6 separate regions of the Sus scrofa genome follow, and all the other regions are linked to region 2. The links are chromatin contacts, called in public Hi-C, HiChIP or PLAC-seq and promoter capture Hi-C maps. All regions are on one chromosome and are shown on one strand. Each heading gives the region's core, a stretch centred on a gene start, on an enhancer-like site or on the middle of the called end of the contact. The rest is flanking DNA. Distances are from core to core; before and after follow the strand shown.

Region 1 (2,700 bases), core at 28-2,527, 190 kb before region 2:
GAACCACTATCCCACCCACATACTGGAACATCACCAACAACCTGAACGTATCTGTGTGCTCCTCCCCTTCCCCACTTCCCTGAGATAACCATTCTTCTCAAATTTGTGTTTATCTTTTACTTGCTTTACCTTTTTTTTTTTTTTGCTTCAAATGCACATTTGTCTAAACATGCATATTTTTGGTTTTGCTTTTATTTTACAATCTAAAAGTTGCACCATAATGTACATAGTTTTCTGGGACTTTACTTATTTATTTTTTATGGCCCCTCCAGTGGCATATGGAAGGTCCCAGGGCCAGGGGTTGAATCCGAGCCTCAGCGGCAATCCACTGCGGCAGCTGTGTGGAATTGTTTAACTCACTGGCCAGGCCGGGGATCGACCCTCTCCTCCCAATGACCCAAGCCGGTGGAGTCCGATTCTTAACCCACTGCATTACAGCAGGGACTCCTAGGACTTTTTTTTCCAACATTGTTTCTGAGATAGATCTGTTTCGTCTGCTGAAGTTCATTCAGTTTCACTGCTGTATCATATTCCTTGATGTGACTATTCCAGTTTATTTGCCCCCTTGCCTGTGGACAGGCATCTGGGTGATTCCAATGTTTTTATTAGGAACAGCGCCCGTGGGAACATTCTTGCAGGCGGTCTCTGGCTGCACTATGGGCAGATTTCTCAATAGTAGATGCCTAGGAGGGGATCTGCTGTGTGCCCCCACCTCTCCTTTCATTGCCCAGCTGCCTGGAGTCTCTCACACCGAATGCCCTCTCCACCTGCGCTGCCCTCTTCCACCGAACTCCCACCGACCCAACCACCTTCACCTGGTGAATGCCTTAAGGTCTTCAGAGAAACCTTCCCCGACCTGCAGGCCACGCTGGTCCTCATTAAAGTTCCCTGATTACACATTTATAGTGTGTGATTCTGCGATGAGCGTGTCTGGCTCGTAGAGTACAAGCCCCACGAGGTATGTGATGCGCACCGGTTCCCAGCTTCCAGCTCGGGCCTGGCACACTGTATGCGCCCAGGCAAGAGCGTCAACGCCGCTGGAAGGACCGGGCGAAAGGCAGAGCCTGGCCAGGCGGCTAGAGCTGAAGCCCACAGGTGGCTCTAACTCAGTGTCCCGGGCCAGAGATTTGGGGCGGCGGACTACGGCCCAGAGGACTCGGGCTTGTCCCCACCACTGGGCAAGAATTCCAGGAAATGCGCTGCGCGGGTCTGCCGGTCGGGGCGGGGCGGGAGCGGCGGGCGGGGCGGGGCCGGGGGCGGGGCGGGGCGGGGCCAGGCCCCGTAAAGGGGAGCGTGGCGGGCCGCGGTCACTGCGGGCTCCGGGGGAAGCGGACCGGCTGACTGACCCAGCGGTGGACCACCGATCTTCGGCGGAGGGAGCAGTGCCGGGGCGCACGCTTGGCACCATGACCCAGACGCCTGCTTTCGACAAACCCAAAGTGAGCGCGGGCGGGGGCTCGGGGTCCGGGGTCTGCTCCTTGTCTGGCTGGAGGGCTTAGCGGCATCCAAGCCCTGGGAGCAAAAGGAGGGCCCCTGCAGGGGCTTTCTTCCCTCAGCTCAGGTCCTTGCCCTCCTCCAGGCTGTCTAATGAGAAGCAATGAGACAGGAAGAGTCCTGAATCTGGAGGCGCCCCTGGCGGGCCTCCCAAGTTCTGCTTCTGCCTCTGACTTGGCCCATCTGGGTCTCAGTTGCACTGTCTGTCAAGTGGGCATGCTAGCATCACCTGTGCTGAGCAGCCTAGGCAGGTGGCTTGACCTCTCTGAACCTTGGCTATAAAATGGGGCCGGATGTCTACACCCACAGGCACCTAGTGTGGTGGACAACACATACCGAGCGCTGGGTGAATGGAAACAGCTGTGCACGCCCAGCACTATGATGGTTTTGTGAGCACCAAGGAGCCCAGGTTTGTAGATGTGCCTGTGAGGCAGGTCATGCTGGAGAGGGGAAGAGGGGAGCAGTGCACCCCTCTCTCCACGTTAGAGGGGCTCGATGGGCCTTAGGCCCTGGGCCCTGGTAGGGTTCACTCGGGGCCAAGCCACAGCTGCTAGCCCCAGGGGATAAATCCCTTGTCCCTCCTCCCACCAGCTGTGGAGTCTTGGGAATGGTGGGGTCAGGGAGGGTCTGGGCCCACTTGGCGGGCTTCAGAGCACTGCCATTCAGTCCAGGGAAGGGAGGGGCTCAGGAGTCTGTCCAGCAGGGTTTGAGACTGCAGGTGGGGGGAGGTTGGGGGTGGTCAGGGGAAGGAGTGAGCTGCAGTCAGCCTCCAGTTACCTCTCTGAGAAATAGGTGTGAGTAATGATGGCAGATTATCGCAGAGGCGCTGATGAGCATCATAAGGTGGGGGGGAGGGGGGACTCTGAGGAAGTAGGCCTGGCCCCCTCCCTGGGCCTGGTCACCGGAGGGCGGATGCTCGATACTCCCTGCCAGATGTCACAGGTACTAGGGCTGCAACACTGCCACCCCCACCCCACCCCATGCCTCTTGGGTGCTCAGCGCCCCTTTATTAGTGTGTCTTTCTTTGCAGGAAAACGCTTTTGGATCCCCTCTACCCTTGGGCTGGGGAACCACCATATCCTGATATGGATCCTAAGGCAGTAGATCCTGATATGGATCTAAAGCCCCTTGACTGGATAGATAGAAGTTATGGAGAGAGATCACAGCCAACCCTTCTGTAGAACCTGCCATGTGCAATTCGATCCT
Region 2 (2,700 bases), core at 57-2,556:
TCCAGCCACTCTCCCACCTTCCCCCTTCTCAATGCACATTAAATGCCAGCCATAACAAACTAATGACCTACTATTCTTGGAACACCTCATGCATTTCTGATACCTCTGCCTGGAATTTCCTCACCTTGTTTGTTCCCAACCAGATAAATCATCACCTTCCAGGCCCAGCTTCAATGTCACCTACTCTGCCAAGCCTTCCTTGATTCCCCCAGGGTGACTCCCTCCAGTTTTCCACAGAACTGAGTTCCTTTTAGAACTGCAGTCCAGTATGCTATGTGCTTACCTAAAACTCCTCAGTTCCATCCATCCATACATTTATAAAATAACTATCGATCACCTGGTATGTCAGATACTGTGCTTATAGGTACTGGACACACAAAAACGAACAATACAATTCTTTGCCTTATGAAGTTCAACTCACAGTGTAATTATGAAAAGAGATTGTATGCATTTGAATGCTTTATCATGAATCAAACTCCCTGATAAGCACTTTACATCCATCTCTTGTTTACTCTTCACAATATCCGGTGAGAGCACTCATACTGTTCCTATTTTACAAGGGGATAACTGGCCACTAGAATGTAAATTCCCACTTGCCTGCCACATTCACTGCTATCCCCAGTGCCTGACCTATGACGGTGTTCTGTAAATACTAGTGATGGATGATGTGACGTTAAATGCTCAAGGGTACACAGCAAGTGAGGCAGAGCAAGGATGTACTTAGCCCCACACTGGGCTCTACACCGCATCTAGAGCGTCCTGTTTAATTTCCAGGGCTTCAGCAGTATCAAGCATTGAGCAGGACCCAGTCATAGGCTGGTGAATGAACTGAGGGATGGGTGCAACCACCATTTGATAGGGTGAAGCCGGGAATCTTCCTCACCCGGAGCTGTCATTTTTCGAGCATCACCCTTCTCCTCTCCCCACCCCACCTCAAGGAGAGGTCAGGAACCCATCGTTCCTGAAGCCAAGAGACCCCAAGTCCTGTTCACAACCTTCCGAGGCCCCCCCCACTTCCGGTTGTTACCCCTTCCCCTGTGTCCCCATTTCCTGGGGTCTCTCTCTACTCAGGTGCCCCATTACTGCTTATCCCTCCCTTTCAGGGGTCCCTCTCCCCGGCCCCCGGGGCACACGGGCTCGCGGGCACTCACCGGCCCGGCTACGGGGCGGAGCGCGGGTCAATCGGCAGCGGGAGCCTCGTCCGCAGCGTACACAGAAGCGACCCGCACTCCCTGCCCGGCCGGCCCGGCCGCTCGCCGGAAGTGACGTACATAGGGCGTGGGAAGGCGGCCGCGCCACTGTGAGTGCGCATGTGCGGTGTCTCCTGGCAGTCTTAGCTTTCGGTCCCCACCTGGCGGTCAGGAAGGCGGCGTGGGAGGTTCGGGGAGCGTGAGCAGCTTTGGCTAGGGTAGTTGGGGGAAGCTGAGGACCAGAGAAGCAAGGGAAGATGTTGTCGTTTTCTGAGAACAGATTACCAGGTACCTAGTAGTTTATATCTGTCATCTCGTTAAATCTTCAAATCAAATGCTACTATTTTATGAAAGGAAAAACACAATCAATGAAGTATAGTGCTTCAAATCTGGACCCAGGGGTTAGCGGTCCAGGTTTCTTTCTACCAGAGCTGCCCCCAGGACTGGCTGCTCCAAAGGGTAAGATTCCTCAGGGGACATCTGTCTGCCTGTCTTTAGCCAAGTGACTGAGCAAGTTCCCATTCCCCTCGGGCCTCAGTTTCCTCATCTATAACACGATTCTTGCTCTGGAATCCTTTTTTCTTTTTTTTTCTTTTTTTGTCTTTTCTAGAGCCGCACCCGCGGCATATGGAGAGTCCCAGGCTGGGTGTCTAATGAGAGCTGTAGCCGCCAGTCCAGCCAGAGCCATAGCACCGCCAGATCTGAGCAGTGTCTGCGACCTACATGACAGCTTAAGGCAACGCCAGATCCTTAACCCACTGAGCAAGGCCGCAACCTCATGGTTCCTAGTCGGATTCGTTAACCACTGCACCCCCACGGGAACTCCCTTGCTCTGGAATCTTGATCCAATAATTGTTTCCTGCTTTGAGGTTCATGAAGTCCCTTTCAGAAGTGGTAGCTTGAAAAAGGTTTTACTAGCCCCAACCTCCAGTCGGTTAAAGTCCTCAGCACCACCGCATATCTTGTGCAGCTACAACTTTGACACAATTTCCTAGGACCCTCGTTCAAGCAGAGTAATGCCAGTGTCTTGGTAATGACACTAAATCATTTCTGGAGAGAAATTCTGTGGTCTAGGAGGACTCAAGAGCCCAAAGGAGTACCCAAAAGGTGGATTTAAACAGTCTCTTCTTTTCCCTACCCTAGGGGCAAGAGGAGTCCCAGGGAGATGGGAACTGATGCCTATGGGCCGCAAGAACACAGCAGTTTTTGTCAGATGCTAGGTTGAGGTCAGAGAGAATCCTGGAAGTCATGAGTTTTTATTCCTGCTCTGGCTCCACTACCTCTATTATAAAGTACCAAACATCAGTTAAATTTGAATTTCATGGAATTCCCACTGTGGGGCAGTGGGGTAAGAATCGACTGCAGTGGCTCTGGTCACTGTGGAGACATGGCTTCCATCCCAGGCCCTGGTGCAGTGGATTAAAGACCCCAAGTAGGTGGAAGCTGTGGCTCAGGTTCAATCCCGGACCCAGGAGCTTCCACATACCTTGGGTACAGCCATTAAAAAAAA
Region 3 (2,820 bases), core at 150-2,649, 210 kb before region 2:
AAGTGCAATAGGTCAGTCACAGAAGACCGTGTGATTCCCATTTTGTATGATTCTATTTATATGAACTGTCCAGAAAAAGAAAATCCATAGAGACAGAAAATAAATTGATGTGCCATGGGCTGGGAGGGGACGGAGATCCACAGGGTGGGGACGAGGAAAGGACTACAGGGGGTTTTTTTTTGGGGGGGGGATGATGAGAAAGTTCCAAATTTGATTGTGATGAATATGGTAAAAAAAAAAAAAGCCACTGAATTGAATACTTGAAATGGGCACATGATATAGCATGTGAATTTTATCTCAATAAACTGCTATAATAATTGTTTTAAAGGATGGAGACCCAAGATGACAAAGAAAAGATACTCCATCACTTATTGGGGGCATAGACCATGGGCCAAGTACTTGGTAATCTCACTGAACTTTTCTTTTTTTTTAAGGGAAAGAAATTGTATTTTATTCTCATTGAACTTTCACAACAGCCGTGGGAGGTTATCTTCCCCATTGGGCAGACGAGGACACTGAGATTCAGAGAGTTTGAGGAGGCGGCCCGAGCTCAGCTCTTTGGTGGCAGAGCTGGGATTTGAACCACGGCGCATTCTGAGGGTCCATGCTCAGAATGGAATCCCTTTGTTGCAGTTCCGGTTCAAGATGGCGACACTGAACTCATCTCATTCCCATGGACTCACCGAATCTCCAGCAACATATGAAGTGGTTTCCTCTAAAAAAAAAAAAAAACCCTCCAAAACTGGCGGAGCGACACCTACACATCAGGAGAATGGGGGAAAATCCTACATCAATGCAGGTAGGAGAGGCTGAGACACAATCTCACTGTGAACCCCGTTCCTGGCACATTGACCCACCACCAGGAAGGAACCCCAAACTCTGAGCTTCTCCCTGAGGAGCGAAGGGTTTGAACCCCACATCTGACACCCCAACTTTTTAGACCTGCACCTTAAGTACTTTGTTGGCTTCTTGGAAGGGGTCCAGAGCAGGTGTGCCAGGCCGGCTGGGCAGACAAGCATGCAGCTTACAGGACATGTGGGGCCCAGAGCCTGGGGCTCCTCCCTACTCTTTATCTGGCCTGGGCAGCCAGAGTTGATGGCCGGGGCTCTTTATCATTCCCTGAAACCTTCTCCCAACATCTCTCTGCGTATGGCCCCTTAAGCAGACACCCAGAAAAGGGCTGTCCAGGAGGTCCCAGGACTGGTTTGGCAAACAGCTCTGACTCATACCTTTCCAAGGCAGCCCCCATGACTTCCGTCTTTACTGCATGGAGATGATACATGTGCACTAAGAGATCTGGACAAAGATGTTCATCACGGCATTGTTTATAATGTGGAAACCAGAAGGAATGTTGATGGTCAACACTGGGGGACTGGTTACTATGCAACAGAATGTTTAGTGGAATAATACAATGCAGCCCTTTGAAGTTAAGTCCTACCGTACAAGAATGCTTCCTGACATAGGGCAAGGTTCATACGATGTCAAGTGAGAGAAGCAGACTCGTGCCAGCATCCTCACCCCTCATCATCTCCCAGGCCAGCCCCTGCTTGCATCCTACCTTCTAGCCGTATTGAACTTCTTATGGTCCCAAAGCCCCAGGCTGTTCCTCTCTTCAGACATTTGCACTCACTGTCCCCTTTGCCTGGACTGTCACTTCCCATCCTTTCCTGCGACTCTCTTTCAAACTGGCTAGCTCTGGTTCGGCTGTCAGATCTCAAGAGGAAACGTCTCTTCCCCTGGGAAGTATTCTTGGGCACTTGGGCTAAGGCAGGGCCCTTCTGTCCTCTCACCACCCCTGGATTCCCCAGCATGGCATGTGTGTGTCACATTCTCTGTGACTGGACACTCAACTACCTGCTTCTCACATTGGGTGCCAGAAGATGAAGACAGACCTGTCTTACTGGCTGTTATCTTCTCTGCTCTCAGAGTAGGCACCTTCCAGAGCCTTCCTTGGCAACTGGAATAAAAGCCAGACTCCTTTTCATGTTCTACACAGCCTTGCGTGATCTGGCTGGTGTCCACTTCTCCAGCTCATCTCCTATAATTCTTCTCACTCACTGACCTGCATCATTCTCCAAATGATAGAGGCCAAATGCATTCCTACCCCAGGACCTTTGCATTTGCTGTTTCCTCTGACCAAATGACCAAGACCTAATCCTTCACTTTGAGTGGCTCATAGTCCCCTGGGGGAAGTAGACACACGCACTGGCCCTTCTCTGGGCCCTGGTTTCTCTCTTTCTCTCTGTCTTTTTCTCCCCCCGCTCCCCCATACCCTCTCTCCCCCTCCCTCCCCTCTTTCCATCCCTTCCTTGCAGGCCATTAAGACAGTCCCATGAGGCCCGGGGTGGAGCCTGTGTGGTGCACCACACAGAGGAGAATGGTTGTTATTAGAGTTGGCTGAGACCAGGGGCCCAGCTTCCCGATGGATGGGGAGGGAAGGAGGGTGCACCAAGGCAGGCCGGTCCCAATCTGTCCCAGGCTGCAGCTGGCTCCACAGATCTGCTCTGAGGGCATTGCCACCTGGTGTGGCCTGGCCTGGAGCAGGGACCATCGGGGGCTGGGCCAGGCCATCATGGGGTCAGGGGTCTGGTGACAGCTAACCTTGCCTTCCGCCTTCCTGAGTCAGGAGGGCCTGGGGCGGGCTGTGGGGTTCCATCAGCCCCGGTGCCTTTCCCATTGTGAGTCTCTCTTTGCCTTAAACGTGACTCCTCTCCTCCCAGAAGGAGCCCAAGGAGGATGCCGGAGGCTCCAGATAATCCATCCTCAGCTGCTGCCCTCTGCTCTTTCAGCCCATTCCTGGTCCCCTTAGTGCTTTAGAGA
Region 4 (2,700 bases), core at 10-2,509, 180 kb after region 2:
GCTGATGCTTAGGCCCCAACTGGACCGTGGCTGGGACCTGGCCATGGTGCTGAATCCATGTCCCACAGACAGCACAGCCACCCAGGGTGGGAGATTGCGCCCCTAGAGGCGCCCTGTCTTACAGGTGCAGTGCCCAGACCTCACCCCCAGGAAGCGGGAACCCTGATAACTCAACATCAGGCTCGATTCCCAACTGCCTTTTAGCTCCCTGGGTCTGAGAAGAGACCATGCAGCCCTCTGTGCCTTTAAGAGCAAAAAACACAAGATCTTATGGGCCGAGCTGAGCTGGGTTGAGGAGATGGGTTAACTCCTTCCTTCTCAGCTCAAGATTAGGGGGTGGGTTGGGGGGAGGGTTAGGGACAGACCCTTCAAGACCCAGAGGAATGCCCCCGGCCAGGCAGAGGAGCAGAGGAGCCTTGACCTGAAGGCCCAAGGTAGCCGGGACAGCAGCGCGGGGGGAGGACCTGCAATAGGACTCTCGGGGCTGGAAGCTGGACCCCAGGAAGCGCTCCTTCCCCTCCCCGCAGCAGCCGCCCCCTCCAACAGGCCGCCTTCCCAGCGGTGCCCATTTCCTTGCCCTTGCCTTTGTCTCTCTTCTCAGCCCCCCAACCTACTGGGTCTTTCTGGGAGGAAAAAAGGCAGAATGGATGTGCCTAGCATTAGGGACGGTGTTCCTGGGGCCCCAGACAAGGGCCCGTCACCTCCTGGGAGAGCAGCCCAGCATCCCCCGTTCTCTGGGCCCCGAAACCCCAGATTCTACCCTCCAGTCTCACCAGGTCTTCAGACCCCTTCAACCCTCGCCGGCCCCCTCCCCCAAGGCTCCTAGCCGCCGGCAGCACCCCGGCTCCCCAGCTCCCTCCGCGCTCTACCTTCTGCGAGCTGAAGGACTGGGTCCAGTGGTACAGAACCAGGCTCTCCTTGGGCCAATGGGCGTGGCTGGCCGCGGCGGGTGCGTCGGGGGCCTCGACCAGCTTGGCCGCATCGCTCTCCAGCGCCGAGATGGGCCACCAGCTGCAGTTGGTGGGGGTCAGGTTGTTGGGGGTCGCCATGACAGCCCGAAAGCGGAGGGAGGAAAGAGGGAGGCTCCGGCGGCGGCGGCTCTCTCGCCCAGCATCACATGGCCTCGCCGAGCCTGCCCCTCTCCTTCGCTCCCTCCCGCCCTCCCTTCCCCGTGAATGTCATTACTCACTGGAGTGGGGGAGGGGAGGGGGATCCCGGGAGCTCCTTCCCTCCTCCTCCTCCTGCTCCTCCTCCTCCCCTCCTTGGCCCGCCCCTGGCCCGCGCCGGAAAAGCCACCGCCAGTCCTCTGTCAGACTTGGTGGAAGGGTGTTAGGCGCCCCAGGGAAGAGGCCCATGCCCCCCAATAGCTCCAATCTGGCCTGCCACCTAAAAGAAGATTCCACCATTATAAACGCATTCTGCCTCTCAATCTTCTAAAAGGCAAATAGGAAACTGGCATTATAGAAATCCATCCCTTTTTTTGTACATTAGTGTCTGGAAATAGCTTGTCTCTCTTTGAAGCTGTTATTTTCTAACTCTTTTCCTGGAGGACCCATAAGGGCAGAAGGGAACAAAGATGATTTATTGAACACTTACATAGATAGCATGGACTCCTGTGCGTCCAGGCACTGTCCTAAGGGCTTGACGACCATCAATTCATTTAACCCTTGCAATAACCTATTAGCCTCATTTTACAGAGGAGGAAACTGAGGCATGGAGAGGGTACGCGACCTTACCCAGGGTCACCTAGCTAATAAGTGGTGGAGCTGAAATTCGAACCCAGGCTGACTGGCTCCAGAGTCTGCACTTTCAGCCATAAGGTCATAACATGACATTCATCTGAACGACAGCACAGCAAGCATTTATCAGCCCAAGTGCTGGACATGCATCATCTCATCTGATCTGCACAGTAATCATTTTTCCCAGAGGAGGGAGGTGAGGCTCAGAGATGTCAGTTCATTGGTCCAAGGTCACATCTTCACCCTTGGAGACAGGCACGACTAGAGGAACCTGCAGTGCCTTTGCTGTCACTTAGTTTATCTTAAACATTCATGGGAACATTACATAAAGTCCCTTAATATAGCCTTGCTGACCTTGCTATAATGTTTTATTTATTGTTGAGCAAATAGATGGTACCAGGAAAATAAGCATCTCAGTTTGTTCCTTCACCCCCACCCCACATCATGCTACCAAGGACTCCTGGTCCCATCATCATCGCCCCAGACCAATGAGCACAGCTCTGGCGCAACCAGTGTTCTTCCTTCTACCAGATAACAAAAGTTCTGTGGCTCATGGGTTTCCCTTTTTGCTTTGGTTGCCAGGAAGCTTGGAGCTGCATTCCAGTTGCCACATCAGCCTCCCTAGTTCAGCAAATGCTCTCTTCATGAAATTTTTATTTCATCCTCAAGATGTTTCACTCATCATTTGATTTTGCGAAAAAGGACATGGTGTGTCTTGAGGGAAAATTCAAATATCTGTGAAATCAGGGAAATAAGACCTTAGAAACTGGATCAATGTGGAAAAGCTGGGTCCCTGTCTGTATCTTTGACCTGAATGCATCCAGAGAGGCTGACTCAGAGCAGTCACACTGAAATATGTACTATTTATCTCAACAAATCTTAATTGTACACTCACTGTGTACAAAACACTTTTGAGGCAAAGTGATAAGACAAACTGGCCCGCTCTTTGCATGTTTTACTT
Region 5 (2,700 bases), core at 102-2,601, 150 kb before region 2:
ACTGCAGCACTATTTATAATAACCAAGAAAACGGAGCAACCTAAATGTCCACTGGCAGATGAAGGGGTAAGGAATATATGGTACATATATACAATGGAATATTACTCAGCTATAAAAAAGAATGAAATAATGCCATTAGCAGCAACATGGATGGACCTAGAGATTATCACACTATGCAAAATAAGTCAGAAAGAGTAAAACAAACATAATTTTATATCACTTATATGTGAAATCTAAAAAAATCATGCAAAGGAATTTATTTACAAAATATAAAAGACCCACAGACTTCAAAATCAAAATATGGAAAAGGATCCGGAGAGGAGTGATCAAGATGGTGTAGGAGTTAAGACAGGGTGCTCACCTTCTCCCACAAACACATTAAAAAAAAAAAAACAAAAAAAACAAAACCATCCACATGTAGAACGATTTCCACAGAACATCTGCTGAATGCTGGCAGAAGACCTTAAACCTCCAAAAAGGGCAAGAAACCCTCCACATAACCAGGTAGGAAAAGAAAAGGAAAAAGAGAAGAGAAAGAGAAAGGAATCAGGATGGGACTTGCACTGCTGAGAGGAGCTGTGAAAGAGGAAAGGAACCCATACCCTGGGAAGCCACCTAACCAATGGGGAGAACAGCTGAGAAGGAGGGACGTCAAAGCCTCAGAGAAAAGTGCAGCATCTGGACTGAGGAGAGCAAAACGGAGAGAGCGCCACACAGACCACTGGTACCACCGCCTGGGACACAACAGCCTGAGATGCTCGGAAGGGGGCTGGGCACTGAGACTCAGGCTCTGGAGGTCAGTTCCAGGGAGAGGACGATGGTTGGCTGTGTGGGAGCGGTGTGCTAAGGACTGGGAAGTGGAGCGCCACAGCCAAGGAAATCCAGGAGGAGGTAAATCAAGGAAATCATGTAGGAGAAGCAAGACACCACTGCTGGGGATGGCAAGAGGAAGCTGGGCCGCCGCCATACGAATATCTTTCACTGCACACGTGTGGACTCTCAGAGCGAGGGGTTATGGGAGATAGGCCCCTCTTGCCTGGGCTATGGGAGGCGGTAACTCCTGCATGGGCTAAGCTTGATGGGGCACCTCTTGCATGGTCTACAGGTGACTGGGGCAAACCACCACAGTCACCTCAGACTCCAGGTGGCTGTGCACTGGCACCACCAGGGGTCGGTGAACAGGCAGCACCTGTGGCCCCAGTCACCTCAGAGATTGGCACAGAGGAGGACACTGCAACTGAGCAACACCCGTTGTGCTCTCACTCCCCTGGGAATGCACATACCTTACCAGTGCCACTGCCAAACACCCTGGGCACTGCCACACCTGCCTGAGGGTCATTGACACTTCCCAGGCACCTACAACTAGGAGTAGCCTGTGCCACCTTCCTGTGGGTCCTTGCCACTGTCAAAGGCCCAACAACCAGGCACTGGCTACTAGCTCTGCCCACTGCCTCCATCTCCACAGAAGAATGTGCAGCACCCCATCAAGGAGATAACAGCCTGCACACACTGAGGAAAGAGGCAGCAAGCACCCAAACCAAAAGCAGCACTCATGCCAAAAATCAATAGTAAGCCCTCACAAAAAACTCAGGGGTGCTCTCACCTATAAACAGCCTTCCAAGACAACAGTAGTTGTTTTCCCTAAACTCACAGAACAAGAAAAATATGAGCAAAAATGATGAAGCTCATGAACCATTCCCAGTTAAAAGAACTGGAGAATTCACCTGGAGGAGCAAACAATGAAATAGACCTCTGCAGTCTAACAGACCCCAAGTTTGAAAAGGAGACAGTGAAAATACCGAGGGAACTAAGAGTAAATATGAAGGAATTAAGAGAGGATATGAACAGTAATGCAGATTACTTTGGAAAGGAACTAGAAAATATAAGGACGAGCCAAGAAAAATTAGAAAATTCACTTGCAGAGATGTAAGCTGAGTTAAAGGCACTGAAGAGCAGAATGAATAATGCAGAGGAACGAATTAGTGACTTGAAAGACAGAATAATGAAAATCACCCAATAAGGACAGCAGACAGAAAACCAAATGAAAAAACACGAGAAAGCAATATGAGAGATCTATGGGATAACATAAAGCAGGCCAATCTATGCATAATAGGGATTCTAGAAGTAGAAGAAAAAAGGGAAATGAAAATACATTTGAAGGGGAGTTCCCACTGTGGCTCAGCAGTTTATGAACCTGACTAGTATCCATGAGGATGTGGGTTTGATCCCTGACCTCACTCAGTGGATTAAGGATCCAGCACTGCTGTGAGTTGTGGTATAGGTTGCAGACACAGCTCGGATCCTGTACTACTATGGCTGTGGTGTAGGCCGGTGGCTACAGCTCCGATTGGACCTCTAGCCTGGGAATCTCCATGTGCCGTGGATGCGGCCCTAAAAAAAGCAAAAAAAAGAGAGAGAGAGAGAGAGAATGATAATGAAAACACAACCATTCAAAATCTATGGGATGCTGCAAAAGAAGTTCATAGTAATACAGGTCTTCCTCAAAAAAGAAAAATCTCACATCAACAACTTAACCTACCACCTAAAAGAATTAGAAAAAGAGGAACAAACAAAACCTGAAGTCAGCAGAAAGAAGGAAATTATAACGATCAGAGAGGAAATCAATAAAAGAGAGATTCAAAAAACAATAGAAAAGATCAATAAAACCAAGAGCTGATTCTTTGAAAGCATGAACAAAAT
Region 6 (2,700 bases), core at 17-2,516, 200 kb after region 2:
TGATGTTGGGACTTAACAATTAACAGGTTTCTTTCATCCCTTGTCAGTTACTGAGCCTCTGGTATGAACAAGGATTTAAAAAGGTACCCAGGGCCCAAGACATGCTTTAACAATCTTATAAAATAACCTGTAGATTCCATCCTCAGACATGGGCCAGGCATTCCAAAGTCTGGCTATAGTTAAGTTGAACATACCAAGCTATTTTCAGCAGCCTATCCAATTAGGTGATTATAGCTAAGGTACTGGGGAGTGGGAGGGTCCAGTTTTGGTTCAAGTGACAACCTCACACAAAGGTTGGCCAGAACCAACTCGAGCCCATTTTACTGAGGAAGAGCATCTTTTCCCACAAAGCTCTGAGAAGTGCGGACGTGGAACTGGGGCATGGTGAGTGAGCTGGTGTTGGAGGGAGTAGCAGCCGTTGCTCAGCCCATCCCTTCTCTGTCTGCCATCCAAGCAACCGTCGGAGTCCTACAAAAGGAAAAGATCCCTAAAAATTACCTGCTTAGGTGAACTGCCCAAACCTTTTTGCAAAATTTGGTATGCCTGTGCACGTCTCTGTCGAGGCGGCCTACGATTCTCACCAGATTCTCAACGGAGTCCATGCCTGAAAACAACGAGATGTGCTGAAGCAGTCCAACGTCCTCATTTAACAGAATGGAGAAAGCCAGAGAGGGAAACAACAAAGGTATTTTGTAAACGCATTTCAGTTCCAATTTCGGCCTAATGTTCACGGTACTAGCTGTGTCGGATTCCCCCTTGCTTTTCTGCAGCCCTGGGGGATCCCCAGGAGGCGAAGGCTGGTGTTCGAGCCCCAGCGATACCGCCGGCAGTCCAGATTCGCGCATCCAGGAGACTCGCGCGGAGCGTTCAGAGGTGGCTCCGTTGCGTAAAGATCCACCCACCTGGGCCTCACCTCGCGGAATTCCGTAGCCTTGTTGACTCCAGGTAGCGCTCCAAGCACAGGGAGACCGCGGAAAATCGAGGTGGCTCCGTGACAGCGAGAAACAACCCTCACTCACCCAGTCACTCACCTGACCAAGAGAAGGAAGCAGGCATGCCCCAGAAAGCCATCCCCAGCAAACTCTTTGAGAAGGGAGGAGCGAGCGAAGAGAATAACAGGAAGTGGCGTCAGGCGCACGTGTTTTGAGAGGGGCGGGTGCAAGGCGTTTGAGAGGCGCGGCTACAGCTCCGCGCCTGCGCAGTCGCTGCCTGCCGCGCTGCCGAGTCACGGGGGGTAGGAGGAGCGCGAACAGGGGGCGGGGGGCGTGCCCGAGTGACGCAGGCGCAGAGCGACTCCGGAGGAGCGGGCCGCCCCCTCCGCGGGTTTAGATCCGGGTCAGTCAGGCGCGACGATCGGGGAGAGACGATCTGAACTGACGAGACTGGCTCACCGGAGCGACCCTGCCGCGAGGAGGTGAGTGCCCAGACTTGACGGAGAAGCTCCGTAGCACCGCGTCTCGGCCTCGAGGCCCGGCCTGGCAGCGGGCAGCCGCTTCTGAGCCCTCTCGCGTCGCGTCGCGTCGTCCCACGGCTCTGGCTGTCTGGGCCCAGCCGGGCCTGCGCCTCTCCGCGCTCCGTCCGCCGCCGCGGCCTGGCACTACCCGAGCCCCGCTCTCTTCGCCCCTTCCCGCCTCCGCGACCCCCGCCCCGCGCCTCCGCCCTCTCCCGCCTGGCCGTAGCTTCCCCTTTTCGTCCTCCTCGGCAGCCCTTTGCCCCTTCCCGCCCTTTTCCGCGCCCCAGTCTCGTTGGCTGCCGCTTCGGCTTTGCTCCCTCCTCCTCCTGCATCCCTTGCCCCTTGGCCCTACTGTATCCTCTCCTTTTGGCCCGGAGAGTATCCTCAGGGGGCGACTTCCAGCTGCAGGACCTCGGGCGGGCAGAGCTAAGGCCCTGGACAGCTCCCCGCTATCCGAACCCCTCAGGTTCTGAGCCTCCCTCTCCCCAAATCCTGTTGAACCACGACCGATCCACTTTCTGGGTAAGAAGAATTAACATCGGGCTCTAGTACCGAGAGTTTAGGGAGTTGAGTGGGTAGAAGAGACACCCGGGTCGATTGTTTGAACCTAGTTTTATTTGCGCCTTGCAGAGTTGCTGGATTCGGTTTTCTTTCCCGAACTCCACGCTTCCTGGTGGGTTGGGAAATTTTCTAAATATTTTAACATTGTGATGACACGCTTACGCGCAGATCTTTTATTGATCGTTCTCCGGTCTTTTCAGGGTCCTGGAAATTTGGACCTAGGCCTGACGTTCGAAGAGGTCTCGGTTAAAACTGCAAGATGTAAATAAGATTGTGACCCATAGCTTTTGTTGACAATCAGAGAAAATCAGGAATTTGCCCTTTTGATGAAGGAACTTAGAATAATTTTGGTTTTTTTTGAAAGGCTAAGGAAAATCCGAGGCCCTATGTTATTTGACTTAAGGTAATTTCTAATAGGCCTTTTAAAAAGTTTGATCTTTGAGGGGGATCGTTCAATTTCAAGAAGTTAGTGTAGTAAAAAACGGCAGAAATCCATCCCACAAATTTATGAATTTATCAGTGAAGAAGGGGAAAACGATACATGTTTCACTGAGTTATTTAGCTCTTGATTTGAGTGAATGGGAGGCCGGGAATAGGGCGGAGCATAATAAGCCTTTTTGTAATTACAAACATGTTATGATTTAGCTCTTCAGGTCATGCCTAAGATTCACCTTTGCTCTGGGTTA

Evidence for each region. Promoter capture Hi-C pulls out the DNA fragments that hold promoters and counts their contacts. Hi-C and Micro-C count contacts between places; a contact is called where the count stands out from the background. HiChIP or PLAC-seq counts read pairs in DNA pulled down with a chosen protein or histone mark.
Region 1: a contact with region 2 is called in a promoter capture Hi-C map of fetal liver, with 2.6 times the contacts expected there. The contact joins the promoter of ADA here to the promoter of TTPAL in region 2. A contact is called at or near these places in 1 of 5 promoter capture datasets (fetal liver) and 2 of 2 datasets of contacts at active chromatin or transcription factors (alveolar macrophages and skeletal muscle).
Region 3: a promoter capture Hi-C map of fetal liver shows a contact between it and region 2, with 2.3 times the contacts expected there. The contact joins the enhancer-like site here to the promoter of TTPAL in region 2. A contact is called at or near these places in 3 of 5 promoter capture datasets (fetal liver and liver), 9 of 47 Hi-C or Micro-C datasets (embryonic fibroblasts, fetal heart ventricle, heart right ventricle and 6 more) and 2 of 2 datasets of contacts at active chromatin or transcription factors (alveolar macrophages and skeletal muscle).
Region 4: a Hi-C map of epiblast stem cells shows a contact between it and region 2, with 2.3 times the contacts expected there. The contact joins the promoter of GDAP1L1 here to the promoter of TTPAL in region 2. A contact is called at or near these places in 12 of 47 Hi-C or Micro-C datasets (embryonic fibroblasts, epiblast stem cells, fetal skeletal muscle and 8 more) and 1 of 2 datasets of contacts at active chromatin or transcription factors (skeletal muscle).
Region 5: a contact with region 2 is called in a Hi-C map of omental adipose tissue, with 2.3 times the contacts expected there. The contact joins the enhancer-like site here to the promoter of TTPAL in region 2. A contact is called at or near these places in 4 of 5 promoter capture datasets (fetal liver, fetal skeletal muscle and liver), 24 of 47 Hi-C or Micro-C datasets (alveolar macrophages, blood, brain and 14 more) and 2 of 2 datasets of contacts at active chromatin or transcription factors (alveolar macrophages and skeletal muscle).
Region 6: a contact with region 2 is called in an H3K27ac HiChIP or PLAC-seq map of alveolar macrophages. The contact joins the promoter of OSER1 here to the promoter of TTPAL in region 2. A contact is called at or near these places in 1 of 5 promoter capture datasets (liver), 17 of 47 Hi-C or Micro-C datasets (alveolar macrophages, embryonic fibroblasts, epiblast stem cells and 11 more) and 2 of 2 datasets of contacts at active chromatin or transcription factors (alveolar macrophages and skeletal muscle).

Annotation. Positions count from the first base shown.
Region 1 is chr17:47,070,809-47,073,508 of Sscrofa11.1, reverse strand. It overlaps ADA (adenosine deaminase), which reads left to right and starts at 1,277. Exons shown (of 12, transcript XM_021077978.1): 1 at 1,277-1,439. The coding sequence starts at 1,407.
Region 2 is chr17:46,883,487-46,886,186 of Sscrofa11.1, reverse strand. TTPAL (alpha-tocopherol transfer protein-like) reads right to left here and starts at 1,306. Exons shown (of 5, transcript XM_001926994.4): 1 at 1,152-1,306.
Region 3 is chr17:47,091,115-47,093,934 of Sscrofa11.1, reverse strand. No RefSeq gene overlaps it. Among named protein-coding and RNA genes, the nearest start is that of ADA, 20 kb to the right of the region's middle. Within about 2 kb of position 1,399, at least 7 of the 83 cell types and tissues checked have an H3K27ac peak or open chromatin away from gene starts, as enhancers often do. A contact at or near this core is called in fetal liver, where this site is marked.
Region 4 is chr17:46,707,819-46,710,518 of Sscrofa11.1, reverse strand. GDAP1L1 (ganglioside-induced differentiation-associated protein 1-like 1) reads right to left here and starts at 1,259. Exons shown (of 6, transcript XM_003360003.4): 1 at 870-1,259. The coding sequence starts at 1,049.
Region 5 is chr17:47,031,557-47,034,256 of Sscrofa11.1, reverse strand. The region is part of intron 3 of PKIG (cAMP-dependent protein kinase inhibitor gamma); the gene reads right to left. Among named protein-coding and RNA genes, the nearest start is that of ADA, 39 kb to the left of the region's middle. Within about 2 kb of position 1,351, at least 1 of the 83 cell types and tissues checked has an H3K27ac peak or open chromatin away from gene starts, as enhancers often do. A contact at or near this core is called in omental adipose tissue, where this site is marked.
Region 6 is chr17:46,684,710-46,687,409 of Sscrofa11.1, reverse strand. OSER1 (oxidative stress-responsive serine-rich protein 1) reads left to right here and starts at 1,266. Exons shown (of 4, transcript XM_021078054.1): 1 at 1,266-1,414. It also overlaps LOC106506689.